Linked DNA regions of Sus scrofa: regions 1, 2, 3, 4, 5 and 6 are each linked to region 7. Evidence: chromatin contacts called from public HiChIP or PLAC-seq data. All regions are on one chromosome and are shown on one strand. The core of a region is the stretch at or near the end of the contact, and the rest is flanking DNA. Distances in the headings are between cores, read along the strand shown. Region 1 has its middle 200 kb from the start of LPP. Region 2 has its middle 110 kb from the start of BCL6. Region 3 has its middle 140 kb from the start of LPP. Region 4 has its middle 120 kb from the start of LPP. Region 5 has its middle 140 kb from the start of BCL6. Region 6 overlaps LPP (lipoma-preferred partner). Region 7 overlaps LPP (lipoma-preferred partner).

The links. HiChIP or PLAC-seq counts read pairs in DNA pulled down with a chosen protein or histone mark.
Region 1: a contact with region 7 is called in an H3K27ac HiChIP or PLAC-seq map of alveolar macrophages. The contact joins two enhancer-like sites. A contact is called at or near these places in 1 of 47 Hi-C or Micro-C datasets (heart right ventricle) and 2 of 2 datasets of contacts at active chromatin or transcription factors (alveolar macrophages and skeletal muscle).
Region 2: an H3K27ac HiChIP or PLAC-seq map of alveolar macrophages shows a contact between it and region 7. The contact joins two enhancer-like sites. A contact is called at or near these places in 2 of 2 datasets of contacts at active chromatin or transcription factors (alveolar macrophages and skeletal muscle).
Region 3: a contact with region 7 is called in an H3K27ac HiChIP or PLAC-seq map of alveolar macrophages. The contact joins two enhancer-like sites. A contact is called at or near these places in 2 of 2 datasets of contacts at active chromatin or transcription factors (alveolar macrophages and skeletal muscle).
Region 4: a contact with region 7 is called in an H3K27ac HiChIP or PLAC-seq map of alveolar macrophages. The contact joins two enhancer-like sites. A contact is called at or near these places in 1 of 47 Hi-C or Micro-C datasets (skeletal muscle) and 2 of 2 datasets of contacts at active chromatin or transcription factors (alveolar macrophages and skeletal muscle).
Region 5: an H3K27ac HiChIP or PLAC-seq map of alveolar macrophages shows a contact between it and region 7. The contact joins two enhancer-like sites. A contact is called at or near these places in 2 of 2 datasets of contacts at active chromatin or transcription factors (alveolar macrophages and skeletal muscle).
Region 6: a contact with region 7 is called in an H3K27ac HiChIP or PLAC-seq map of alveolar macrophages. The contact joins two enhancer-like sites. A contact is called at or near these places in 3 of 47 Hi-C or Micro-C datasets (embryonic fibroblasts, fibroblasts and subcutaneous adipose tissue) and 2 of 2 datasets of contacts at active chromatin or transcription factors (alveolar macrophages and skeletal muscle).

What each region holds. Positions count from the first base shown.
Region 1 is chr13:125,585,230-125,589,134 of Sscrofa11.1, forward strand. No RefSeq gene overlaps it. Among named protein-coding and RNA genes, the nearest start is that of LPP, 200 kb to the right of the region's middle. Within about 2 kb of position 2,377, at least 22 of the 83 cell types and tissues checked have an H3K27ac peak or open chromatin away from gene starts, as enhancers often do. A contact at or near this core is called in alveolar macrophages, where this site is marked.
Region 2 is chr13:125,493,363-125,497,291 of Sscrofa11.1, forward strand. No RefSeq gene overlaps it. Among named protein-coding and RNA genes, the nearest start is that of BCL6, 110 kb to the left of the region's middle. Within about 2 kb of position 1,424, at least 10 of the 83 cell types and tissues checked have an H3K27ac peak or open chromatin away from gene starts, as enhancers often do. A contact at or near this core is called in alveolar macrophages, where this site is marked.
Region 3 is chr13:125,638,856-125,642,763 of Sscrofa11.1, forward strand. No RefSeq gene overlaps it. Among named protein-coding and RNA genes, the nearest start is that of LPP, 140 kb to the right of the region's middle. Within about 2 kb of position 2,341, at least 20 of the 83 cell types and tissues checked have an H3K27ac peak or open chromatin away from gene starts, as enhancers often do. A contact at or near this core is called in alveolar macrophages, where this site is marked.
Region 4 is chr13:125,664,266-125,668,005 of Sscrofa11.1, forward strand. No RefSeq gene overlaps it. Among named protein-coding and RNA genes, the nearest start is that of LPP, 120 kb to the right of the region's middle. Within about 2 kb of position 1,631, at least 2 of the 83 cell types and tissues checked have an H3K27ac peak or open chromatin away from gene starts, as enhancers often do. A contact at or near this core is called in alveolar macrophages, where this site is marked.
Region 5 is chr13:125,525,907-125,529,972 of Sscrofa11.1, forward strand. No RefSeq gene overlaps it. Among named protein-coding and RNA genes, the nearest start is that of BCL6, 140 kb to the left of the region's middle. Within about 2 kb of position 1,800, at least 26 of the 83 cell types and tissues checked have an H3K27ac peak or open chromatin away from gene starts, as enhancers often do. A contact at or near this core is called in alveolar macrophages, where this site is marked.
Region 6 is chr13:126,345,748-126,349,822 of Sscrofa11.1, forward strand. The region is part of intron 7 of LPP (lipoma-preferred partner); the gene reads left to right. Among named protein-coding and RNA genes, the nearest start is that of MIR28, 66 kb to the left of the region's middle. Within about 2 kb of position 2,299, at least 4 of the 83 cell types and tissues checked have an H3K27ac peak or open chromatin away from gene starts, as enhancers often do. A contact at or near this core is called in alveolar macrophages, where this site is marked.
Region 7 is chr13:125,975,836-125,979,812 of Sscrofa11.1, forward strand. The region is part of intron 2 of LPP (lipoma-preferred partner); the gene reads left to right. Among named protein-coding and RNA genes, the nearest start is that of LPP, 200 kb to the left of the region's middle. Within about 2 kb of position 1,391, at least 14 of the 83 cell types and tissues checked have an H3K27ac peak or open chromatin away from gene starts, as enhancers often do. A contact at or near this core is called in alveolar macrophages, where this site is marked.

The DNA of each region.
Region 1 (3,905 bases), core at 1,127-3,626, 390 kb before region 7:
TTTCATCTTTGCCTCGGCCTCGGCTCCAGCCATTGCAGGGGACTCCTGGGATTGTGGGAATGGAGTCTGCGCACTGGCTGCCGACAGATGCTGGGTCACGCAGTTGCCGGATTCTCTTCCTCCTTCCACCACCCTTATCCCCTGTCTCTTGTATTTGATCCCTTTGAAGATGACTGAGGACCCACAGAATAGTCTCTTTGGTTCCACCCAGGCATTCTTTACACTCCTTTGGATCCATTGAAAGGACTCTATGATCCATTTGATTCTGCTGCTTTGGGGTGTTGAGAGTGGGTGAAGAGAGTGATGAAAAAGGTATAAATCAGACATGTACAGAGGATTCCAGTTCAGAAGAGGCGCAGCTCACTACAGATGAGAAAAGAGTGCCAGCTACCTCACTGGTGCCCAACATAAGACTCAAGTGACAGGAGAGCTCTCCTGACAGCTGTGGGTCCTCACCAGAGTGAGGCGGTCCTCACTTCTCTGTGCTCTGCTGTTAACGCAGAGGGCAGGGCACTCCGACTCAGGTTGCTCCTCTCCTTCCCCCCCAGCCCAGCCATCCTAACTCAGGCCCTCCTCACTCTCTGTTTACACCCTCCTCTCTGGGCTCAGCCCCCTCATATTCAGTCCTCTTGTGGTTCTCCTGCTCTCCTGCCAAATTAATACTCCAAGAGCCAGCTTCTCATCATGCCATGTCCTGCTCAAATACTCCTAAGTCTTCCTGTAGCTTCCAGAACAAGGTCAAACTCCCCACTGGCCCTCTAGTCCCACTGGTCCTCACCCACTCCTAGCTCTACATCAAATTATGCTGTGTGTTCTCCCTCCAAGCTGTCATTCTTTATCTCCCACTAGGAATACCTCCTAACCATATACCTCTGGGAAAACCATGGGCTCTAGTCATTTAGCAGCTGGGTGGCCTTGGGAAAGTTACTTAACCTCTCTAAGCCTCATATTCTTCATCTACAAAATGATGCTATCTAAACAGGAAGGGCTTTCATGAAGGGAAACTAAGATAATATACAAGGGCTTAGCACAGTACCTAGAACATAGTAAGAACTGAAACAAAAGTTAGCTATCATAATAACCATAATCATAATGTTGTCAGCATTTGGTCTATCTTAAGTCTTTCCTTCCACACAGCCTTCTGTAACCTCCCAAACAACAACTAGTTCTACTTCTTTTGAAATCTCCCTGTACTCTGGCTATCCTCGTCTTATGCATAGTTTTAGCGTGATTTTCCCACTTAATCTGTCTCCTTCCTTGGAAGCAGAAACTGATCTACCTCTGAATACTTTGACTCATCTAAAAATGAATCACAGGTACACCGTAAAGATTTCTTTTATTCAGTGTTCCTCTGGATGGAGGGCCAAAGAAAGTCGATGGTGAGCCTGAGCTGCTTGGGAATAACTGGTCTCTCCAGAATTGAGACAGAGCAACTCACCCTTGGATTCTGCCTACGTGGATACACAGCACAGCCTGGGCAGCCAAAGGGACCAATAGGACAGCTCAGTGAACTTTGCCCTCATGCCCTATTATCCTACTTCCCAAAGCCTGGACTAGTGCTATTCCTGGTGACCAGAAAGAACAGGGGAAGTGAGTAGGAAAAAGAAAGTGCTGCATTTACCACTGGCAATCTGCTCAGGAAGTGGGAGAATGGGAAGGGAAGAGGTCCTATTTTCTGAGACTTGGGGAAGGCAAATGAGAGTGGGAGAGAAATGATCTTTGGCTTATATTCTTCCAAGCTCAAAGGGAAGATGCTGCCCTCGTACATGGAATTGATTAGGGAAATCCTAGATACACGGAGCTCCACAGCTTGCTGTGGGTGAACTCAGAGGTCATCCCAGCTTTCTGATTCATCCAAATTGCAAGCCTTGGTCGGCAGGCAAACTCTTCTGCCCCAAGCTTTACCTCGTTTGAAACTTTCCCTGTGTTGCTATTTTGGCCAGAGCTAAAGCCTGGCCTCAGAACTCAGCGGCTCTAGGCTGTAGGTCAGTTCACTCACAGTGGCTGTCCCCTCTGAATTCCAATCTGAAGAGACAGGCTGGCCAGTCCTGTACCTCCCAGGAGTCTAGATTTGAAGGGAGCCCCTGAGATCATGCAGGTTAGTCTAACTCTGGCCCAGCGAGGGAGGGTCACACCACTGGACAGCCGAATGCAGAGATCTGGCCCCCCCAGTCCAGTGCACTTTCCACTCACCCAAGAAGCCCCCACTGGCTGTTCAATTCAAGGACATAACCCACAGAGAAAGGAGGAGATTGTGAAATGCTTCCACTAGAAGTCCAGGGCTGGCTGAAAGCCCAGTAAGTTCTCTCCCACCTCCTAACCCAGTCACTTTTCAGCAGTTTTTCATCCCACTCGTTCGTGCTAGCCCTCTTTTCTATGAGGTCAAGGCCTGGCTTCCAATGAGCAGCTCCGAGAGCAGCCGTGCTGACTTCTGCTCGGACCTTCCGGGACAGCTCCGCTGGCAAGACCTTTCCATTGAGCAACCACCTTGTGCAAACTGACTCTTCCTTGCCCTCCAGTATTACTCGGCAACTCTGCGAAACAGTAACCTGACGGTTTATTTTTATTTCAAGCTTGCGATTGAAAAGCTGGCTGTGTATTTTTTCTTCTTTCCCTTGAGGAAGTTACTAGGGACCCGGGGGACTTTTGGTCTTCAGCTCTTGACAACTAACTCGACACGCCCCCAACTTTTGCTAGCCCCCAGTCTGTACCAGGTGACACAGGACATGCCAAGGAGGGAAAAGGAAATCCCTCCAGAGGGAAGATACCCCCTAAATGGAGACTTGCCTCTCACTCAACACCCAACTGCTCAACCCCAGGGCCACCAACCGACTCATGCTTCCACCGCATTCTGGGTCATTATCCCCCATTTGTTCTGCAGCTGTATCATGCACAAAGCATTTTAACCTCATCAAATGTGGTGTCTAGGACCTCCCAGAGGGGCTGTCAAGGCAGCTGTTTATGTTAGAGCAGAGACAACCCTATATAGTTATGTAGGTATCTGAGCAGGACTGACTACATTTACAAAGAGAGCAGCATAGTCATCCTCCTGACTCTGAGTCCTTTGCTCCTTGTGATCTTTCTTCTCCCAACTACTCTCCTTATTCTCCATCCTGCATAGTTGGCTAAAAGGAGCTTCCTGGATCACCATTTTTCTCCGACACCTCCTGCATTCACAAAGCTTCAGACACTCCTCCTGCCTACAGGATAAACTTCCAGTGACTTGGCTGGTCTTTAAAGGCCCTTCCCAGTGGGACTCAAAAGCGTTCCTTCAACATTAGTTACACTGCTTCTGACTGGCGTGTCTCACTGAATTTCCTACAATGTCCTCTGCACTTTTTAAAACTTTGGGCCTTGGAGTTCCCGTCATGGCTCAGTGCTTAACGAACTCGACTATATCCATGAGGATGAGGGTTTTATCCCTGGCCTTGCTCAGTGGGTTAAGGATCCAGCATTCCCATGAGCTGGGTGTAGGTCACAGGTGCAGCTCAGATCCCACATTGCTGTGGCTGTGGCATAGGCCAGCAGCAACAGATCTGATTCAACCCTTAGCCTGGGAACCTCCATATGCCACAGGTACAGCCCTAAATAGACAAAAGACAAAAAACAAAAAACAAAAAACCCACATACTTTGGACCTTAATCCTCTGGCTGCTCCGGACCTCATTCCCCACACTTCAACCCAGGCCTGCCCTTTAAGATGCTGCTTCATTAAGGGATACCTCCTGCTAGAAGTTTCCCCTGGATACCTGGATACCGCCAGCCCACAGTGAACTCTCCCTTGTGACATTCCTCAACCTGCATCAGCCACACTACTCTTGCGGCCTCAGTGCAAACTTTAATCAGGCAGGATTGAAGCTTGCCCTTACCTGCCACCTCCCACCTCAGCCCAAGGTTGAGCTTTGC
Region 2 (3,929 bases), core at 174-2,673, 480 kb before region 7:
ATTATTTCCCACAGAAGGTGGAGGCTAAGGTGAGCCTCTGTGGACGAGTAAAATTTCAAAAGATCACAGTGGAAAGCAAGGATGTTCCAAGCAGGGGGAACATTTGGAGCAAAGGCTCATGGGAAGAAAGTTTTCAGAGAAAGATGTCCAGCCCTTTGTGTTTGTACAGGGCAGTATGTGGGTGACCATGGGAATGTGTGGGGTTAGCAACAGTTGGAGATATGGCTGAAGAAGTAGGTCACCAGTCTTGGAAGGCTAAGGACTCTCATTTGGGTAGATAAAGGTTCCCAAAGAGGAGTGCATGCTCCCAGGAGGGTGTGCAAATCAAACTGGGATCTTCATTTATATTTAGTTTTATTTACATAAAAGAAGGTAAAGTTCCTATTATTGCCTACATAGATGGACTAGGGGACCCATGTTGGATCCCAAGGAAAATGAGTCCATCTCCAGCTAAGGTTATTCTGAGGGAGGGGTAGTGATGCTCAGCCCCTAGAGGGTCCATGAGCTCCCCATACTTCCATTCTCCTTCAGCTACTTTCTTGGATTTATGGAAGATTTACCTCGATTTTATGAAATAAATTCTCACTAAATGGACAAGTGCTTTTATAAGATTCCTGCACAGAACTCATGGAGTGAGAATAATTCTTGTAACAATTACAAGCCAACAACAAAACAATGATAGAGCTGATGTTTTCTCCTCTTCTTGGCTTCCCACTGGCTACATTTCAGGGGTTAAAGCCAATGATGATCTAATCACATATAACAAGCAGTAGGCAAAAAGAAAAAAAAAACTCAAAATTCTCAGAAAGAATGCTTGAAATATGGGTTTACACTCCTGTGATTAATGATAAACCCCTCGTAGAGTGTTGATTACGTCTTGGGATGATAGAAAAGATAATATGATGTTATAGGATTAGCAGGACTTTTAAAGTATTTTTTATTCCACATTTATCTCCTTTATAATTTATATTTTTCATTTATTTTTATAATGTGCATAATACACTGGCATGGTTTGACACACATGCAGACACACGTATTATGAATCCATTTGAGCACACAAATTATAAATCTTTTAATGGGTGGGGCTCCATACTCAGAAAGTTTGGAGACTGCTGATTAGGACTGTGAAAAACCATTATTGGAGGTTCTTAGTGTGAGACAAGATCAGAGCTGTGATTGAGGTGATAAACTTGATCACATTTTCTCAAGGGAAAAAAAAAAATCTTGCACAGGCAATCAGGGAGACAGAGTCTGAAGGAGAGTCATTAAACTTGGCTCTTCCTCTTTCAGAGATGTTCTCTCTTCCTTACTAAGGTAAACTTCCTCTACCCGCCAGCAGGAGCTCTGTAGGACATGTTCCCAGAGCCAGGCTTTCTCTGGCTGCCTGCACAGGAAGAAGACTGCCTAGAACACCCTTCAGCTAATTTCCTCTCTTCCACAGTTCTCGCTTTCTGAGAAGCCAATCCTAAGGCAATCCTCAGCATTGACTCAGAGCAGAAGTGACTGAGATTTTTGTTGTGACATGGAGCTCCAGCCTTTCCTACCTAAAGGTAGAATATCAGAATGGCCATCAGCAGGGGCTCTGGAGTTGAACTACCTATGTATGGCTAGTCCTATCGGATATTCCTGGACTCACCTTGGCCAGCCACTTGCTCTCTTTACACCACAGTTTCCTCATCTGTAAGTTGAGGTTAACCATCACACCTGGGTGGCAGTGGTGAGGAGTAAATAAAACAATGAATGTAAAAGACAGTGTATGATTTTTGGCATAGAATAAATTCCCAAGGAATGTGCATTCTTCTCATTACAAAGGAATGAATTGGAGCATGGTCTGAAGGGCCTCAGGGAAGAAACAAGGAAGGAGGCTTCCAGGAATACAGATCCTTTGATATCCTTAAAGCAATATCCAAACAAAAGTATAAATCTCTATGGAAGCTAGCATATTCAAGGCTGCCAGTTGTGTTGCGGTGGGGGGACGGAGGGGAGGTTGCTAAGATAGTTGCCTCTGAGTCACCCTCTCTCCTTGACTCATCTGTCACCTATGTCATCTCTGGCCATTGCCACAGTTTCTTGTGAGAAATTATGAAATAAATGGCCTGTTCAGTAATGCCTGGGTGACTAGGTGAACCCTGGGCATATGGCCAACTCTCTTTAAATATCCTTCGGTTTAGTGGACTCTACATAATTTAATTTCCTTAAAGGAAAAAAAATGCTAATAATCATGCTCAGGAGGACTTACAGATGCAAAATTAACATTCTGAGGCCTTACAGAGTAAGATTTGCCCGAAGGAAAAAGATGTGGTAGGTGGCAAGAGTGAATCCTGCTCATTCATAGACAGGTCCTTCTGTTTCCAGATGTAAGGAAGATCCTGGTGGGCAAGGGAAGGTAGTCATGGTAATAGTTAAGTCATCACCCCAATAACTTTGCTCATTTATACCAGGATGGAGAATTTCCAAAGTGCTTTCCTATGTGATGATGATGATGGTGATGATGACGGTAAATTCTTTTACTTGCCCCTTTATCACCTTTCTCCTTCAACCTCCCAGCCATTCCTGTGGAAGTATTATGATCCTCATTTTGCTTGTGACAAAACTGGAGCCCAGAGACTTTGAGGAACATGATCCCAATCACTCAGCTGGGAAGCAGCAGAGTCAGGCGAAAACCCAGGTCTCGTGGTTAAAACAAGCACTCTACCCCGGCTACCTCCCCATTTTGCTCATCTGATCTTCACAAAACACTCCAGATCCCTTTGGTGTGGAGGGAGGTTTCCTTTTCTGTCAGACCTTTTTCCTTTCCCAGGCAGATCTGGCCATTGCCTGAACATAGCTCTGTCAATTTCTCTGTGTTACTGAGCATTGCACCACAGGATGATGATCTTCACATGAGTGTCTCCCCTGGGGGTTGTGATCTTCTGAAGAACCGGGATACCATCTAATTCCTCTATACGCCTGGCTCCTAGCTCAGAGCCTGTGATGGGGCAGATGCTTATTGACTAAATGGTGAAAAAATGAATGCCTCCAAATGAAATTTTTTTTGTACTCCTCTCTGCTTCCTTCTAGGCCCAGCATAGGGCCCATGATGTTATCCATCTCTTCTGAACTTTTAGTAGAACCACAGACTTTCAGCCATATCCTTAGAGCATATATATCTTATCTCTTCAAAGGGTTCTTGATGGTAAATCTTACATCTGAGTGTCCGATGGGTCCCTTATGAGATCTAGGCTGATTCTAGGGAGAGTGGGCATATGGTGAGTATCCCTGACTATGTCCACATTGTTGCCTGCACTTTGGAAAGAGCGGGCAGAACAGGTTGGGGGTAGAGCCCAAGGAGTCTTGGCAGAGACTTAATTGGAAAGAGACAGAAGAGCAGATGGACAGGAGACCAGTTTTACCTGGCTTATCAGCAGGCCCCTTTCACAATCACTGAGACTCTGCCTCACGGACACTTTTGCAGATGGGGAATTCCTTGAAGCCAGACAATAGATCTGTGAAGTGGTGGATTCAGGGTGAAAAATTATCACTGCAAATTATTTGTGTAACAAATACGTGAACTAGAGGTTCATTGCCAGAAAGGGGCAGATGTAAGGGACTTTGTGAGCCCATTGGATGTGAGAGGAAAAAACCAGGAAGCTGGGACACTGAGATGGTTAATGAGTGAGCTGGTGAACTAGTAAGTTAGTCTGCTTAAATGAGGGGGGAAGACTGTGGTTAAAAATAAATACATTAAAGGAGGTAACGACCAACACTTTCACCAAGTTCCTGTGGCTTTTGGCCCAACAATTCCACTGTTGGAGATTTATTGTAAGAAAATAATCCACGCCTAGGAAAAGGGATGGCAGAAAGGTGCCCAGAGGAGTATTATTGATAATAGAAGTGAACTAGAGATAATATAAATGTCCAAGGATAATTTCAAAATGCTGATATAAATG
Region 3 (3,908 bases), core at 1,091-3,590, 340 kb before region 7:
TCTGGGGTGCCCTCCCCTCAACTCGCTGCACACAGGCCACGTACTTGTTCTGACACTTTTCTTTTTTTTTTTTTTTTTTTTTTGTCTTTTTGCCATTTCTTGGGCCGCTCCCGCAGCATATGGAGGTTCCCAGGCTAGGGGTCTAATTGGAGCTGTAGCTGCCAGCCTATGCCAGAGCCACAGCAACGCAGGATCTGAGCCGCGTCTTCGACCTACACCACCACTCACAGCAATGCCAGATCCTTAACCCACTGAGCAAGGCCAGGGATTGAACCCGCAACCTCATGGTTCCTAGTCGGATTCGTTAACCACTGTGCCACGACAGGAACTCCATGTTCTGACACTTTTCATAACAAGCATCCCAGGGACACCAACAGAGAGAGACAAATGTAGGGAAGGGGTGCCATTTCAGAATTCCTGCTTACGGTCTCCCCATCTGGGTCTCTGGCTCACACCGAAATGTGACGCAGGAACCCAGGATTCTAATAATTCTTCTTGGTCTCCTTATCTTCCCCTCTCGCCTCAGGGTGACCTCTCCAATGCCATCGGATTACTGCTCCTGTGCTTCTAGTAATGGCAGATGTCATGGCCTTAGTGAGGCCCTTTCTGACTTTCACTCAGGTGAAACTCAGACCCTCCCTGGGACCTGGGTGATGGTGTAACTGCCACCGGTTTGATGGGCCAATGAGAGAGTACAGATGGAGTGCCTGAAAGATGCCCAGTCAGAGCCCCTACATCTCTCCTCCCCGAGCCATTTTGCCCTACCAAAGAACGGCAGGGGTGACGTACTGATTAAACCTGACCTTGCGCAAGAACCTGAGTCAAAAGATTTTTTTCAAGGAAAGGATCTCAAATTGTGTTTTAGCTCCATTTTATGAGGAAAATCCACACACCTTTCTATTGCCCACCCCACTAGCCACAGCTTTTTGTCTGATGGCCAGATCCTTCCTTCCCTTTTGACATAGTAAAGTCAGGGTGTCTCAGACTGGACATCCAGATGACCTCTTGCTGTCCTTCCAAAACCTAGATTTGAGCCTCATCTGGATCAAGATGAAGAACTGCCATTATTTCCCCACCAGCTCTTTAGTTTTTGCCCTCTCTTTCCACACTTTTTCTTCTTGCCTTCCTCCCAAATTACCAAATGCACAAGTACTCCAAACCACAGAATTTAAGAAAAAAAATTCAGGGCCATTTCTCTCCTACTTTCTAGTGCAGATTAACTCAGGATCATTTCAGCTCTTCCGCTACAGAATTCTAATCCATGTAATAATACCTCGGAACTTATTTTATTTATTTTTGTCTTTTTAAGGCCACACCCACAACATATGGAGGTTCCCAGGCTAGGGGTCGAATTGGAGCTGCAGCTACCAACCTATACCACAGCCACAGCAACGCCAGATCCTTAACCCACCTGAGTGAGGCCAGGGATCAGACCCGAGTCCTCATGTATATTAGTGGGGTTCATTAACCACTGAGCCACGACGGGAACTCCCAGAACTTATTTTAAAATATTTATCAACATACACTTTTCACCAACTCTTAGTGTTCTTTAGAATTTACATGGCTTTTCTCTCCATTTAAGTCAGATATCTCCAATGCATATCTTTGGCATGTTAATATCAGATTACAGCACAGAGAGGACCAGGGGGCTGCTCTGTGCAAAGCCTAAGAGGTCATCGTATTAATCAATTGGATAGAAGATTAATATATTCATTCAACACACACTTACTAATCACTTAACCTGAACTCCTGCAGTGCTTGAGATCCAGGAGCATGTACTTGTGATGAGAATACTATCCGCATCTTCCACTTAGACCGCGAGGCCCTTCAGAAGACTCTGATCTCAGCTTGCCACTCCCTGTCTTAGGACATTGAGCAACTCCCCTCCCTCCTCTGGGCTTCAGGTTCCCCATTGTGGCAGGTGGGTAAACAGAGCATTCTAAATCCTTCAATTCACCTTCTTCAAACTCAGTTCAGAAGCATGGATTAAGCACAGAACATAAGAGCTACTAGACAAGTTCAAAAAAAGGAGGGATCAAGTGTTATTTCAAAGAAATCAGGTCATTGCTGAAGCTGGGCGATGGGCACCCAGAATTTCACCATACAGCTTGTCCACTTATGTGCATATTTGGAAATAGCCCTACTAAAAAGAAGAAAAACAAAGAGAAGGAAACCCAGCAGGCTTCACATAGCAGGTAGCTGCTGAGCAGAACTGCAGCATGGGTAGGATTTCAATGAACCGACACTGGGTCAGGGGCCATTCCAGGCTGGGGCACATCGTGAGCCAAAGCATTGAGACTGGAAAATATAAGACATTCACAAAGGACTGGGAGTGGTCATGTGTGGCTGCAGCTCAGGATGCAAGAGGGGCGGGGAGGGAACCCAGCTGGAAAGGTATCATGGAGTCAGAGCTGAAGGGTCTGGAGAAACAGAGTGTTAAACTCAATTCCAAGGGAAAGTGACTTCACTGGTTAAGCTCGAGTTGGCTCTACCCCTTGTCAGTCAGGCCCCGGGAGAAGGGCCTGTGGCAGAAACTGGCGGAGAAGGAGGCTGGCAGCACCACCAGGCTTGTTTCTTCACCAGGAAACAAGGTTTCCTGTAACTCAGACCCATGAATCAGCATTTCCTCTGTCAATAATACACAGCAAGAAAGGCAACAGCACCGGGCTGGGGGCAATGGAAGAAAGGAAGGAATATTCCATGACACGGCTAGGCTCTGTTCTCTTTTCCCCTCATGAAACACTCCTGATAAGCTCCCAAGTAACACTCGGGTTTCATAAGATAAGTTCCTCAGACAGCCTCACGGTAGCACATGAAAATTAAGTCCTACAGGACACCCAGCTCTCTTGTCATGTTATGAGTTTCTATCACTGTTGGTTAAGGAAGATCACGTTCAAATTCTTTCATTATGTGATAACTAAACATTAATATAACAGTATTTTATTCCTGCTGGGGTTTGAGTGTGTGTGCGATTTGCCTTTTAGTTTTTACACACCCCTGTGCAATATTTTGTTTGACTCTCGTGATAATCCTATAAGGTGCAAAGGGGACATTATACCTATTTCACAAGGGCAGATGCGCAGGCAGGGAGATGGAATGCTTCTTCCCCGGCAGATCTGTTTTAAAGATGCCAGAATTGATACCAACTCCTCAAACTCCATTCAGAGTTTCTTTTTTAAAAAAATTTAAGGCTATGCTCCATTTATAGTTATTATAAACATTGGCTATATTCCCCCATGTTGTACGATATATATCTGTGTAACTTATTTTATATCTAATAGTTTGTACTTCTTAATTTCCTCCCCCTGACCCCTCTCGCCACTGGTAACCACTAGTTTGTTCTCTGTATCTGTGAATCTGATTCTTTTTTGTTATATTCACTCGTTTGTTTTATTTTTTAGATTCCACATATAAGTGATATCATACTGTATTTGTCTTTCTCTGTCAATTCAAGGTTCTTTTCAAGATCACAGACTTTTAATTAATTATATCAATTAACTGTTCATTTTAAATATATTTTACAAGTATTAAATTAATTAATACTATACTTAATTTATTTTTTTTATTTTATTTTAATTTTTGTGTGTGTGTCTTTTGTCCTTTTAGCGCCACATTGCGGCATATAGAGGTTCCCAGGCTAGGGGTCCAATCGGAGCTGTAGCCACCAGCCTACGCCAGAGCCACAGCAACACCACATCTGAGCCGTGTCTGCAGCCTACACTACAGCTTATAACAACACTGGATTCTTAACCCACTGAGCAAGGCCAGGGATCAAACCCGCAACCTCATGATTCCTAGTTGGATTCTTTTTTGCTGTGCCACCACAGGAACTCCCAATCCTGTATTTAATTTAATATATATATTATATATACAGATGTCTTCCTAGCACCAGAAGAATTTCATTCACT
Region 4 (3,740 bases), core at 381-2,880, 310 kb before region 7:
TTCTTAACCTACCTTGTAATATCATCAGCTCTGTCTGTTTCTGTTTCATACTTAATACTGAAAGCTCTCTAAAAGCAGGGTAAAATGTTGAATTCTCTCTTTCTGCTACACAACAGCATCTGTCACCAATGAAAAGGCAGGACTACCAATATGCCTTGGTAAACAAGGGCAATTCTCACCTCATCTAGGAAGCTGTTTAAATTTTCCAGAGGTTTGCCACAAGTTAGAGGAAGGCCAGGTTAGGCAGCATAAGAAGGCTTCAAAGTTTTGTTTTGTTTGTTTGTTTGTTTGTTGTTTTTTGTTTTTTTCAAAGTTTTGTTTTGACATCTTATATTTTATAATCCTGTGGGACTTTGAAGAAGTGGTAGGGTCCAGAAGGTGTTTGAATATACCTGTCTAGGTCTGAGAAAAGGTAACAATTCAGGCCTCATCAGCATACAAATGATAATAGAAGTGAGAGTGTTTATAAGGTTTCCCAGACAAGTTAGAAAGTGAGAAGAGAAATGCACTAAAGACAGATACTTAAGGAACACCATTATTTTATAAGCATGGGGAAAAGTGCCCACAAATGAGAGCAGGAAGCTATAATCAAAAAGAAAGGAAAAATGAAGGAAGGAAGGAAGAAGAAAAAGGAAAGAAAGAAAGAGAGAGAGAGAGAGAGAAAGAGAGAGAGAGAGAGAGAGGAAGGATAGAAGAGAGAGAGAAGGAAGGAAGCCTGGGATTTGAAAGTTTCAAAGAGGAAGGAAGCAGAGAAACTGTAGAGTGATATGTAAGTCTAAAAAAATAAAGGCTGAAAAGTGTTCATGGATTTTGGTAATTAGGAAGTCCTTTTTGATCATTTGGGGTTTTCTGGCCACACCCATGGCATGTGGAAATTTCTGGGCCAGGGATCAAACCCACCCAGTATCGCCCCAAGTCACTGCAGTGACAAAGCCAGATACTTAACCTCCTGCACCATGAGGGAACTCCTAGAAAGCCCTTTGTGATTTTAATGAAAGCAGTTTCCCTATGATTGTTACAAATCAGTATTAAGCCAAAACAGAGGACAGGCGTTTCCAAAACGTGAATAAAAATGGAAGAAGAAAGATAAGGCAGCAGCTTGGGGATATAGCATCCATGAGGTAAGTTTGTTTTGTTCTCTGTTATTAAGAAAGAAGTTTGAGTATGTTTATCAGCTAAAGGAAAGAAATCAATAGAAAAAATATGGAAGATATAAGAGAAAGAGGGACTCTAGCAATACATAAAAAGGATTATACACCATCACCAAGGGATATTTATCCCAAGGATTGACAGTTGGCTCAACATATGAAAATCAAAGCATCCTATTAATAGAATAAAAAGCAAAAAATGACCATCTCAGCATACACAGAAAAAGTATTTAACAAAATCCAACACCTTGTCACGATTTTTTTTTTAAAAAAAGGAAAACACTCAACAAGTTAGAAATAGAAGGAATCTTCCTCAGTCTGATAAAGGACATCTATGAAAACCCTAGCTAACATTAAACTTACTGGTCAAAGACTGAAAGCTGTCTTCCTAAGATGTTTAACAAGACAAGAACATCCAGTCAGTACATGTGGTCAGTATTGCACTAGAGATTTTAGCCAGGGCAATTAGGCAAGAAAAAAAAAAAAAAAATACACTCCCAGATTGAGAAGGAAGAAGTAAAACTACTTCTAACTGCACATGACATAATCTTGTATATAAGAAAACCTATGTAATCCACAAAAAATAATTTTATTTATTTATTTATTGCTTTTATGGCCTCAGCCATGACATATGGAAGTTCCTGGGCCAGGGATTGAATCCACACTGCAGCTGCAACCTGTGCCACAGCTGTGGCCACACTGGATCTTTAACCCACTGCACCAGGCCAAGGATCAAACCCACATCTCCACAGCTGCCCAAGCCACTGTAGTTGGATTCCTAACCTGCACTGTAGCAGGAACTCCCACCAAAATACTTTTAAAACTAATAACAAGTTCAGTAAAGTTGCAGGATACAAAATCTATATATAAAAACCAATTATATTTTTAGACACTAGTAATGAAAAATCTAAAAATGAAATTAGGAAAATAACCCCATTTAGAATAATATTAAAAAGAATAAAATCCTTAGGAATAAATTTAACAAAAGGAATACAAAATTTGTTTTCTTTATCGAAAACTAAAACACATTGTTAAAAGAAACTAAAGATCTAAATAAATGGTAATACATCCCATGTTCATGAATCAAAGATGGAATATTGTGTCAACACTCCCCCGAATAATCTAGAGATATAGTGCAATCTCTTGTCAAAATCCTAGCTGTTTTTTGTAGAAATTGGCGGTTGATCATAGTAATCAGATGGAAACACAAGGGACTCAGAATTGCCAAATGATCTTGAACAACAGCAAAGTTGGAGAACTCACAGGTCTCGATTTCAAAATTTACTACTAAGCTATAGTAATCAAGATAGTGATCACATTGCTAATCCATTCCAAAGGCAATAGTCTGCATCTATTAAACCCAAGCACCCCATCCATCCCGCTCCCTCCCCCTCCCCCTTGGCAGTCACAAGTCTATTCTCCAAGTCCATGATTTTCTTTTCTGTGGAAAGGTTCATTTGTGCTATACATTAGATTCCAGATGTAAGTGATATCATATGGTATTTGTCTTTCTGTTTCTGACTTACTTCACTCAGTGTCAGAGTGTCTAGTTCCATCCATGTTGCTGCAAAAGGCATTATTTTGGCTGTGTAGCACTGGAACTATGTCTGGTCACTTATGATGGAGCATTTATAATGTGAGAAAAAAGTACATGTACATGTAAGTGAAACTGGGTCACCATGCTGTACGATAGAAAATTGACAGAACACTGTAAACCAGCTATAATGGAAAAAAAATTAAAATCATTATATAGCAAAATAAAAAAGACAGTGATCACTGAAGAAAACAAGACATAGAGGTCAATGGAACAAAGTTGAGAATCAGAAATAATGAGAATGGGGGGAGTTACCGTTGCGGTTCAATGGGTTACAAACCTAAACGGTATCCATGAGGATGTGGGTTTAATTCCTGGCCTCCTTCAGTGGGTTAAGGATCTGGCATTGCCATGAGCTGTGGTATAGGTTGAAGATATGGCTACGATCTGGCGTTGCTGTGGCTGTGGTGGAAACCAGCAGCTGCAGCTCCAATTTGACCCCCTAACCTGGGAACTTCCATATGCTGAAAGTGCAGCCCTAAAAGATAAAAAAAAAAAAAAAAGCAAGGAAGAAAAAAGAAAGAAAGAGTGAGAATGGGAATGAGGATAGACTGCTAATGGGTGCACCAGGGTTTCTAAATGTGATAATGAAAATATTCTAAAATTGGACAGTGAGGATTAATACCAAACTTAATCAGGACACTAGAAAACACTGAATTTTATACTTTAAAAGGGGGAGGTTTATGGTATGTGAATTACTTCTTAATGAAGCCATTATTAAAAAGAAGGAGACTAATTGAGTAAAGCCCTGCAGGACATAAAGACTAAATCTCCATGTCGGAGGAGCCCCTAACTTTGAAGTGTTCTACGACTCAGAGAAGGAAGTAAGGGCCTGTATGAAGGTAGGTTTGCAGGTGTTGGGGGTGGGATGGTGGGAGGAAATGAGGTGCCTCAATTTTCTACAAATTAGATATCATATTGATTTCGGAAGCCAGGACTTGGACTTGGAAATTAGGTAGAGAACTGGAAGAAAAAGATAATAAAATTAGGCAAAGACC
Region 5 (4,066 bases), core at 550-3,049, 450 kb before region 7:
CTTCTGCCTTTGTTCATAGTATTTCCTCTGATTGGCCTCCTCGTGCTTCTCATTGACTATTTATTTCCCCAAGCCAAAATCAAATGCAAATGTTTCCATGAAGACTTTTCTGATACCCCTAAACAGTAAGTGATCTCTCTCCCCTCTGTCCTTTATACAGGCTTTAAAATCTCATCCTTTGTATTTGGCTCCCTTATCTCTATGCTGGAGCTCCCTGGTAGATATGAGTGCTGAAGGCAGAATCTACATCTATGAAGCTGAGGATCCAGTTATGTCCTACCAAATGAGATCGTATTTTGATAAAGCTTGGCTAATTTCTATAGCAATTGTTACTTCTATTTCTCCTTCTTCCTCTCTTCATATGAAAATTGAAACATGGTTATGACGCAATTATTTGATATAGACATTAGAAAATATGATCCAAAAGCAAAGGGCTACATAAAATTCTTATTTTTTTGCCTAATACTTATTTTATTATCCTGCAAGCATTCTCAGACTTCCTGTGATGAAGATCATTCTCTTAGTTTCTAAGCAAGATCCCCTAAGGAATTAAAAGTTTGGGCAAGTTTCTGCTATGGAATAGCAGAGCTGGAAGGTACCTTAGGAATTATCTACTTCAATCAACAAGTTTTAAATATGGAGATATTGAGGCTTGGAAGGGAAATGTGGCTTGTTCAAGGTCACTAAGTGACTCAGGGGCCAAGCTGGACATAGGTCTCTTGGCAGTTACTGCAATGTCTCTGTCTATACACGAGGCCAAGTCACCAAGCTGACCCTGCTCTTGCCCAACACCCTGTCTGAATTTTCTGTCTGAAATGAGCCTAGACCATTATAAGCATTACAACAGGACTGCCAGAGGTGTGGCTAAGCAGATCATTTGCCCAGCCTTACACGAAATTGAAGAATCCTGTAATGGGGAAAGTATCTGGACAGAAGCAGTGTCACCAAGAGTTCCAAAGGAAGCACGCGGTGACCAACACAATACCAAGCCCAAAGACGACAGCCAGAGCTGATAAGGGACTGTGCCTTTAAAGTATAGACTCATGGAGCTGGGGAGAACCTTGGAAATTATCCAGAAGACAAAGCAGCACTGCAACATGAAGTCTTGTCTTCTAGAAATTACCCTGTTATTTACCTGTCATTAGTAAGTTACTCCCCTTCTCTAGTCCTCAGTTTCCAAGTGTACAAACTAAACAGGATGAGCTAGATGATACCCAAAGTACTTTTCAAATCTGAAAATTTTCTACTCTATAAAGCATCTGATTTCCTAGTTTGACACTTGAGGAAAAAGAGGCCTACAGAGGTTCAGTAACGTGCCTAAGGTCACACAGTGCTTCAGTGGCAGAGTAGTAACTGGAGTCTAGGCCAGCATTCTACCTACTGCCCCACATGGCTACAACCATCTCTTCCAAGCTGCCCTGGAGCCTTGTGGTGAATTGTGAAACTGCTGTCCCCAGACTCTCGCAATTGCCCTCTTCTTTATGCCTGTGGGACTGTTGGCAGCACACAGAGGGCTGTGGGAGAGAAGTCTGAGCGATCTCTGCCCTGGGAGTGGAGCAAGGATCAAATCAGCTCCTTTTTTTTCCTCACTCTAGTAGAAATGAAACCAAAACCAGCTCCTTAACTTAGAAGGCAGAGAGGCTAGAAGAGAGTGGCCCTCAGCCTCAGCTTATGCAGAGCCCTGGGATAGTGGCAGAGAAAGGCCCTTTTCCTGGGGGCAGGAGGATCTTTCACCTGAGTCTCTACAGAATGAAACCAGATGATGGCTGAGATCCAAAGCAAGGTGCTTGACCTAGGAGAAGCAACACTGGGTCAAGATGCAGAAAGACTCTCTGCAGCATGGCTCAGAAATGTGCTTCCTGAGTGACGTTGAGTCATTTCACATCCCATCAAAAATGGGGAAGGAATCATGCAGAAGAAAAAGAATTGTGCTTTAAATCTAATGTTACCTTTGAGCCTTACAATTGATCTTGGAGCCAGATACAGAAAGCATTTTCCTCACCTATTTCCTTTGCAAGACAGTAAAGAAGCTGTTTTTAAAAGCGATTGGGAGTTCCCTAGTGATCTAGCAGTTAAGGATTTGGCTTTGTCACTGCTGTGGCTTGGGTTCAGTCCCTGGCTCAGGAATTTATGTATGCCACAGGCACAGCCAAAAAGGGGAAAAAATTTAAAAGAAAAGTAATTGAAGTGGACCAGCTCTGAATATCAGACATTGTTATTAGCAAATGTGATAGATTTCACATCTTCATACTTTAAAGATGCATGTAACCTAGGTCTTCCTTTCTTTCTCAAGAGGAAGCCACATGGCTTCACAAACCCTCCTGCCAAGGAATCTCCTTTTTTTTTTTTTTTGTCTTTTTAGGGCTGCATCCGCAGCATATGGAAGTTCCCAAGCTAGGGGTCAAATTGGAGCTACAGCTGCTGGCCTGGCCACAGCCACAGCAACGCAGAATCCGAGACACATTTGAGACCTACACCACAGCTCATGGCAATGCTGGATCTTTAACCACTTTTCAAGGCCAGGGATTGAACCGGTGTCCTCAATGTATACTAGTTGGGTTCATTACCACTAAGCCACGACAGGAACTCCGGGAACATTTTTGGTAATCCTGCTTTTGATGTGACTTGCAAAAAAAGCAGAAGCAAAGATTACAGACACGCTGCTTGACGCCTAGTTCCCATTCCCTGTTGTTGAACGAATGTAATTAAAGGAAGAAAGGAAGCGGGTCTCCAGAGAGATATAATGTCTATTCCTAAGCCCTTTTTTTTTTTTTAATAAACTTCAGATAATCAGAAGTTCGAGGTCAGAGGATAACTTAAGGCCATCAGAAGTTGGCCAGATTGGACTCATATTCTCTAGAGAATTCTGGCCTTTTGGCAGCCAGATAGAGTGCTGAACGCCAAGCCAGGCTGTGTTTGGGCGCAGCTCCAGGCTCCAGCCCCTTGGGCCTGGGCTTCAAGATGCACAAGGATCCCGGCAGCAAGCAGGGTCCATTCCTGAACATACGCTTTTAATCAGAGACACTGGGACCTGGATGGGATGCCAGGCATAATTTAATTCCTCTCACTTTGCAGATGTAGAATCGAAGGCCAGAGTGGGGGACGGGACATGGATGATTGCACAAGATCTTTTGGCAATTTAGGACATCACTCGGTAGGATGGAAATGGGTAGCTTTGGGGTAGTAACCTGGCTCCAGATCCCAGCTCTGCCAATTATCTACTAGGAGACCTCAGGTAAGGCACTTAACCTCCCAGAATATCAATGTCATAATTTGTAAAACTTGGGTGGGGGGCATAATTATATGGCCTAAATTACAAGATTTTTATGATAGTTAAATGAGATTTTAAAATATCGAAGTGAAACTAACACAACATTGTAAATCAACTACATTCCTATCATTTTTTTAAAATACAAAAATGGAAAAAAAAAACCAAAGTGATTGGTAAACAGGAAGTCATTATTCATACTTTCATGTTGGGATTACATTATAATAAAACACACGTCCTAATAAAACCAGTGCACTTTTCTGAATGCCATCCTCATGCCAAATGCTTCACCTGGTTTAAACCAGGTCCTATACACAGCAGGATTTCAACACAGTATCTCACTTAGCCCCTTCCATCCACCAGTCGAAACCTGGGCCTGGGCTTCCATTCTCAGGCCACACTTGGCTCCCTCTTCTCTCACTCAGCCCCTATCTAGTGAATGCGTGGCTCTTGGCTGTTGAGGGCAGGACTGGTTTGCCCCAGGAGATATCATAGTACTCTGCACAAGGTCAAATATCTTTTGAAAGTTCATTAGTTAATTAATAAAAGAGCAACCTGATAGATTAATTAATATTTCTTTTTGGAACATAGTCTTACTGAGGGATAATCGGGTGGGAAAGAGTTTTTGATTTCTGTCCAGAACGCATCAACTGTAGCTAAGCCAGAAGGAAAATGGGGATATTCAAGATAATTAAGCCATATAGAAAACCTGAGCTTGCCAAGGGTTCCAAATAAGAAGTTGGGTCTTATAAGTTATGATCTGGCCATTAGCAAAGAGCTCTTTCTGTTTGCTTCCAT
Region 6 (4,075 bases), core at 1,049-3,548, 370 kb after region 7:
CCTTGTGTGGTATCTCTTGCCCAAGACAGAACTACAAATAAAAGCACATAGCAGGAGCTGATGCAAGAACACATTATTGAGCTTATCTGCTTTTGTGCAGTTTCTGTGGATTTACTTGGTTTCTGGGAGCTCCCTATAAGTCTTAGGATGGGAGAGCCCTTGACTTATCTCACTAGATATTAGGCATTTGGTATTAGTCATCCTGTAAAAATTAAATGTTTACCAAATACGATAATCTAAAAATGGAAACCATATCATTACAAAAGGAATCACCCAGAAATACTCTGTCATAAATAAAACCTGCCTATTGCCTTGGTTTTCTTGTTTCTTTTACTTCATAATGTTTATAGTTTTTCAACAGATTTAGGGTCTTGAAAAGTGTACAGAAATTACCATTGAGTTTATTCTCCTTACCTTCAGGCAGACTTAATCTAACTTCAATTTGTATATTCATATTATAAAATTTATCTTAGAATGAAAAGTTAAAGACTGGAAAGGTGCTTAAAAAATACTTGCTACTTGATTCAGTGTATTCATTTTGTAGCAGGAGATAGAGTATATGCCCAGCCTGGGCACATTAAGGAAATGTTCCATTTTTTTCTTAAACTCTCATATGGTCCAGAAAGGGTTCCTTCAATCCCAACTAAATACTTCCTTTAGGACTTTCTGTGCCTTTTTTGTGCTGCTCTCTCATGATCTCACAGAACTATTAGTATCTACAAGTAGAAATGTAATTCCTTGCTGTTTTTTTTTTTATTTATTAAACATTCCACTATACTTCTGAAATGATAATAGTAGAGTTTATTAGAATGGAATCTAAACTTTTCTATCTGTAAACCCAGTGATCGTGCTATTCTGGAGGTTGCAAAGAAGGGTGACTTTCCTCTCTCACACAAAGCAAGACTGTGGAGAGACTTACTCTCTGAATGAAAGGGGAGAGGGAAAAAGTAGGAACCTTCTCATGTTTTATTCAGATGTTAACAAAGAAAATTGAGAAGTGTGTTTCCTTAAAATTGACACCATTTTTTTTTTATCCCAAACATTCTGGTAAGTGATAGCAGACAATTGTGCAAGATTTTTGAGAGAGGAATTTTTCCAGGAGCATAGTCCTGGTGGGAAATATTACTTAAAAGTAATGCGCTAATCACTTTCAAACTTGCATATTTCCACATACTGTGTGCATACATACAGTTATTAATAACTGTTCCCACGATGTCACTTCAGCACTCAGAGAGCTGTGTTGCTATGCAAGTGCCAGAGATGGAATCCATGCTGACTGCAGTTTAGCAATGAGCATTTTACAGACACGCAAGGGCGAAGATGGCCTGAGGTCTAAGACTCCATGCCTGGGTCTCCTTCTGAGCCCTGATGTAGCATCATGTGTCAAATATTCATGGCATCCATCTGCCCACTCTACTGAGAAGATAAATGGCACTGCCAGCATTGCCAAGAAGCTTAGATCCTCAAAATCTATCCACTCACATCCAGTACCGCATTCCATCTTGTGACTTTTGCATAGGAATTCCTTAGAATGTGATCTCTGGATTCAAGCTCCAGATACATAAATATTTTCTACTCAGTTGTGCACATTATTTGTATTAATATTCATAGAAATTTATTTTACAGTGATATATCTTATGGAATTCCTTACATTTATTGTTGTTTATAATTTTATTTATATAAAATATATGTAACACTTTGAGTAACCTAGTTGCTCCCCAGTAACACTTTGAGTCACCTCATTGCTTGCCCAAATTTTCTCTAACACACACACACACACACACACACACACACACACACACACACACACTGGTAGAACTAGGACTAGAATCCAATTTTTCTCACCACAAATCTGCTACTTATTCCACTCAAGTGTTTTTTTATTCTTTAAAAGAATAATAATATGTTATTTATTATTATTAACAAACCTGCAAATGAATATTGAATGTAACTCCAGTTTACAAAACAAATCAGTTCAGACCAGCTATGGTCAAACAGAAACCAGAGCCTGGCCTTCACCGATCCCAAGATTCTTCTGCAAAACCTAGTACTCTACATCCTGCTGCCATATTTTCCATTTTTAGAACATACAGATGTACAAATCCAAAGTATACCAGGTGTTTCAGACAGAAACAGAGTGGTTGTGCTGGTTCGAAGGATAATGGAGTTATCCTTGCTCTGGAATCATGTAGGAGTCATCTATGTGGGCTGCAGATTCCCACACAATACTTCCATTTACAATGAAACGTTACCTTATGTGGAGGGAGAAATTCTTTATGCTCAGGCAACAGCGCCTACTAGTGGAATGAAACTAATATTTGAAGTAGAAAGTGGAGAATGCTTTTGTGCAGCTGAAAGTGTGCTGTACTGAGAGCTTAAAGGCCTTAATTGAGGTGTCATTTCTGCTGTTAGCTTCCTGTAGGATCTTAATCAAGGCACTGCCTCTATCTGAGCCTTTGTGTTTTCCTCTCTAAAAGAAATTAGACGGGATGTTTTCTAAGTTTTCACATGCTCTTACATTTTAGGACTTTTAAAAGTCCTAAAATATGTTATGGGCATTTCAGCACCAAGTAGAAAAATCAAAACCCAGGAAGACTGATTGGCTTCCCTGGGACATAGTATCAAGCAAGAAGATCATCATCTCTGGGTCCAGCACCATGCATACAGGAAATGTGGTCCAGTTCAAAGATCTCTAGACATGGGGTCAAATGAACTGAACTTGATTTCCAACTTCTCCATTATCTACCTCTCAAGTCATGCACAAGGTTATTCCTAGGTTAACACATTTTCTAAAAGAGGATAATTGTCTTACGTGGCTTTTAGTTATTGTTAAGATTCAAATGAGAACATGGAAACGAAGTTTTATGTGAACTTGCAGGATTACTCAGTTTTCATCTATTAGAAATTTAAAAGAACTAATGTTATAATTTTCATTCTGCGCTTTTGGCAGTATCAGATGGGAAAACACATTTACTATTATAAGGCAACGTTAAATATAAGGTGCACTTGTTACTATTATAAGGAGAAGACTGTGGATTTGAAATACAATTCAGGAAAACCCAGTGTTAGGGTTGCTCTTAAATAACCAGAATATGTTTGGAGATTTCCCAGCAATAAAACTAAAAGCAACTGGGCAAATTTAAAGTTTTTTCAACTTTAAGTGGAGACTGAGGGAAACAGAAGTTCCCATGAGAGTTACCAAAGAGCACATTTTAATCATATGTCAAAAATCACCACAGTAGCAGTTACTAGTACTAGTAAACATTGTTTTTCCTGTTAACAGATCCATCATGAAACAAATTTTAAATATAGAAGAATAGATTAAAAATTAATAGCCAGATTATGAAAATGTCTATGTGTAAAAATTAACTCGAAATCTTGCTTTAGCCAAAACAGATACTAATATTCCTATTAGGGATGTTGTAAGGTTTGTGCAAGTTTCCTGTCAGGCCGGATGTTTTTTAAGGATTTTGGAATTCTAAAGTTAGAGGACAGGTTAAGTGGGCTTTAAGGCTGGACTGCCTGGCCCCTAATTGCAGCTTCAATAGTTAACTCTGTGGTCTTGGGCAAGTTACCTAATCTGCAGGCTGCCATTTCTTTAGCTATGATGAAGATAATGAGAGGACCTACGTCATCAGATTGTTGGAAGGATTACTTGAGGTAATATATTTAAATACTTAAAACAGTGCTTCGCAGATAATAAGTGCTGAATAAATCCTGATTATCATTGCTCTGGGGTCTACAAATTGTTTCAGGATCAGGATTGAATTTTCAGCACTGAATTCTATTAGTACCCATTGGTGAAAATAAATCTTACATAACTGCTTCAACGACACAGCTGCCTCTTTCCCTCACACTGACCACAATCTTTTCTTTTTTTTTTTTTTTTTTTTTTGCTTTTTACGGCAGCACCTGAGGCATATGGAGGTTCCCAGGCTAGGGGTCTAATCACAGCTACCTACAGTTGCCAGCCTACACCACAGCCACAGCAACGCCAGATCCAAGCCATGTCTGCGAACTACACTGAAGCTCACAACAACGCCAGATCCTTAACCCACCGAGTGAGGCCAGGGAT
Region 7 (3,977 bases), core at 141-2,640:
TATGCCACCGTGCGGCCCTAAAAAGATTTAGAAAAATGCATATTTAGTTAGGTGTGAGTACTTTGCCTCATTAACTCACTTAATCCCCATAATCCCCCTCTGAGGAAGGTATTGCTATTACTGCCATTTCACAGATGAAAAATTGAGAACCAGAGAGTTTATCTAGGACTTGAACTCAGATAGTCTGTCTCTAGCAACTCCACTTCTAACCACTAAGCTACATTTACTCCATACTATGAGTATAATTATACCTGCCTGTTCTTCCTCCCAGCATGTTGTAGGGATGAACCAAGATGACAGGTGTGAAAGTATTAGGAAAGGGGTGAACCAACTGGTGAAGGTGAGACAGCACACAGATAACTATCATTTAAGGTAGAAAGTGGAAACTTGCTGAGAAAGTTCAGTGAGGAGCAAAGAACGATTACTTCCAACTGGTGTGGAGGGCAGGGGATTAAGGAAGGCTTCTTGGGGGAAGTGACATTTGGGTTGGCCTTGAATTAATAGGATTTTGATAAAGGGGATGCTTCCTAAGCAAATGGAATGAATAACATAATAGAGGCACCGATGTGCAAAGTGTTGAAAAAGAAGGCATTAGTTTATCGAATTAGCAGATTCTTTGTAAAACAGCGTGCACAGAGTAATGGGGAAGGGAAAGGGCTTGTGGAGGAAGAGGAGGATGCGGTGAGTATAGATAATGAATGGGAAGGTGAAGAAGCATAACAAAAATGCTGCCACCTTCTTAATCTTTCTGGGAATGGACTCTAAGCAAACGGATGATCCCTGCCTTATCTATATCATGCGCTGACGTATTGTTTTCTCCTGCATGGTCAGTAAATAGTAGTCCAAGGAGATACCACTCTTAAAATTGGTCCCTGTAAGCCTGGAGAATGCGGCATACTCTGGCGCCCTCTTAGGTACTGACAAAGTACATTAGCTTGCTAAATCTTTCAGGAAACCCTGTGGGACAGCGGTCAGCTTGCTTTCAATTGACTCTGGAACTTGGTTTTTCCCTTTGAGCAACCCTAGTTAATATCCCCCTGTAGACAGACTCTTGGAGACCTCCAGCCAACCTGCTGGACTGATTCATGTCTGCTTTCCAAGAGATCATCTGGGAATGGACCTAGATCCATTTTCAGGCAGCCCAGAGTCCCATTCTGAAAGAAGAAGTTACACAGAGCACTTTTGCCTGTAGAAGTGGTTATGTGTCATTTAGAAAGAAAGCTGTGCTCAAGATAACCTTGAGAACCTGCAGCCCCTCTGAAAAAAGTAAGAGTGAGAAGCAGGAAGTGAAGGAGCTGTAGGTCTTAAAATGGAATGTGGCTGAGTGTGATGCTTCATAACCACGGGACCTCCCCCAGCAGGCTGCCCTGTGAACTTTTATGAGAAAACATCCTCCAAATCAGTCACTTACCAACCAGCCCGAGAGAGGACCCAATGCCTAGCTCACTCTCACGAACTGCAGTGGCCTGGAAGAGAAAGAAAGTCAGTGTACTGTGTTGAGTGTCCACTCTGTGCCGGACATCACATTTGGAGTCATTGTGTAGAACTGTTTTATTTAATCTTCTCAATAGTTCAACTGGGTTAGGATCATTAATCTCTTCTTGTACAGATGAGGACACTGAATCAAGGGTGCCTCACTGGTGCTAAATAGATCTTGTTTTACACCTTGGCCCTTTGCCATGGTTCTTTCCATCCTTGTCTGTCTGGTGAACTTGTGTTTCTCCAGGTTGTAAAAGAGGTTCTCTTCTGAAGACCTTCTAAACCCTGAGGGACCTCTTGTCCTGCATCACATGATGCTTTTGTTGCTTAGGTCTACATACTTTCTCTCAAGATTTAAACTTTGGGCCTGAGTGGTTCTAGAGACTGCTCTGCTTGCATTCAGCTTTCTCTAGTTCAAGATTTCACCCCAGGTTTATTCGGACCCTGTCCTTCACAGGATACTACCTTCCCAGCCCAGTGTTCTGAACCTTTTTTTGCTGACATTTCTTGAATTTTCTGGATTCTAGGCCTCCTAATTTTTCATGTTGTCCCCCCTCCCCAACGCCCTTCCCCCCTTCCCCCTTTTTAGCCTACCTGTAACCGTCTTGTTATTTACTCAGGTCTGACTTTTACTTTCAAGCAACACTTTTCAAACTTTCTATGCATTGGAATCACCTGGGCAGTCTGTGCCTCAGAGGTTATTGTCCTGGAGGCCTGAGAACACAGTGTGGAAAAATTTATATTTCTAACAAGCTCCGAAATGATTCTGAAATTGTCAGTTTGTGGGCTTGCTTTGATTAATACATCTTTAAAGGACAGTTCAAGACCCCTGTTTTCCAGGAAATTTAACTATCTTTACCCGAAGTGGTTTATTTCTTCCTTTCTCTCTCTCTCTCTTTCTCTTTCCTTCTTTTATGTTTTAAGAGAACCCATCTGAGGCTCTATCCAATTAGATAACTTCCCTAGGGCTCCATTATCAACTTCTTGTGCTTGATTAAACACTTCAGATAAGAGAGACAATGTTGAATAAGTGAACACAAGTTTAGTTGGAGAATCTCGAGAATCCTGAATTCACATCTTGTCATTACTTCTTATGAGCTGTGTGTTTTGGGGCAAATCACATCTTGTAGAGTTGAATCTCTTCATCTCTAAAACAATTATTCCATTTCTTCCTGCTGCAGAAGCTCATGAAAAACATCAAATGAGAGAGTAGATATATAAGTGCAGTACAAATGCAACAATGTTCACAGTAAATTATTGTTGGTGTTTTGTTTGTATAGTTGACTCACTTTATCATTAATTATGAGGCATGAAAGAAATGGCTTTGTTTTTTAATGAGATGTGGGTTGGAAGGTGGGGCTGAAGTGGTGCTGAGATTTTAGGAAAGCTGTTTTTGGTTTCTGAAAATGATTCTCACACCAATGGTTGTGGGCCTGTGCTCACATCAGAAAAGCAATGTGCATTTTTATTGGACTTCTTCAAACTATGATAATGATTATGAAAATTGTGTTCATTTTCTGAACTTCTCATGTAAACCTGAGAAGACTGATGAAATACTAATAGTGGTTGTCATTTACAAGGGTTTGTAAGATTGCTAGTGGGTAAATTTATAAGTCCTTATATTTCTGTTTTAAATTCTTTTATTTAAAAAATTTATTTTTTAATTATAGTTGATTTACAGTGTTGTGCCAAATTATGCTGTACAGCAAAGTGACCCACTTACACACACACACACATATATATATATACACACATTTTTTTTTCTCATATTATCTTCCATCATGTTCTATTCTGAGAGATTGGGTATAGTTCCCTGTGCTGTACAATAGGACCTCATTGCTTATCCATTCTAAGTAATAGTTTGCCCTAACCCCACATTCCCAGTCCATCCACTCCCTCCTCTCTCCCCCTTGGCAACCATAAGTCTCTTCTCTACGTCTGTGATTCTGTTTCTGTTTTGTAGATAGGTTCATTAAATTTCTGTTTCTTAGAATAAGAATACCTAAAATCCTTATATTTCTGTTTTTTTAGAACAAGAACTGTTCTCTTCTAGGTTTTCTTAAGATTAAAAATCCATTTCTTAAATGCCTACTATGCAAAGCCTAGACAGGGCACTGAGGAATAAAAATATGGGTAGATGGAGTTCCCGTCGTGGCTCAGTGGTTAATGAATCTGACTAGGAACCATGAGGTTGCAGGTTCTATTCCTGGCCTTGCTCAGTGGGTTAAGGATTTGGCGTTGCCGTGAGCTGTGGTGTAGGTCGCAGACGCGGCTTGGATCCCACGTTGCTGTGGCTCTGGCGTAGGATGGCGGCTACAGCTCCGGTTCGACCCCTGGCCTGGGAACCTCCATATGCCATGGGAGCGGCCCAAGAAAATGGCAAAAAGACAAAAAAAAAAAAAAAAAAAAAGGGAAATACGGGTAGATGTAATTTATTTTTTCACTGGAGTTTTCAGTCTGATGTGAGACATATACACATGCATAACTAGCTGTTTTAC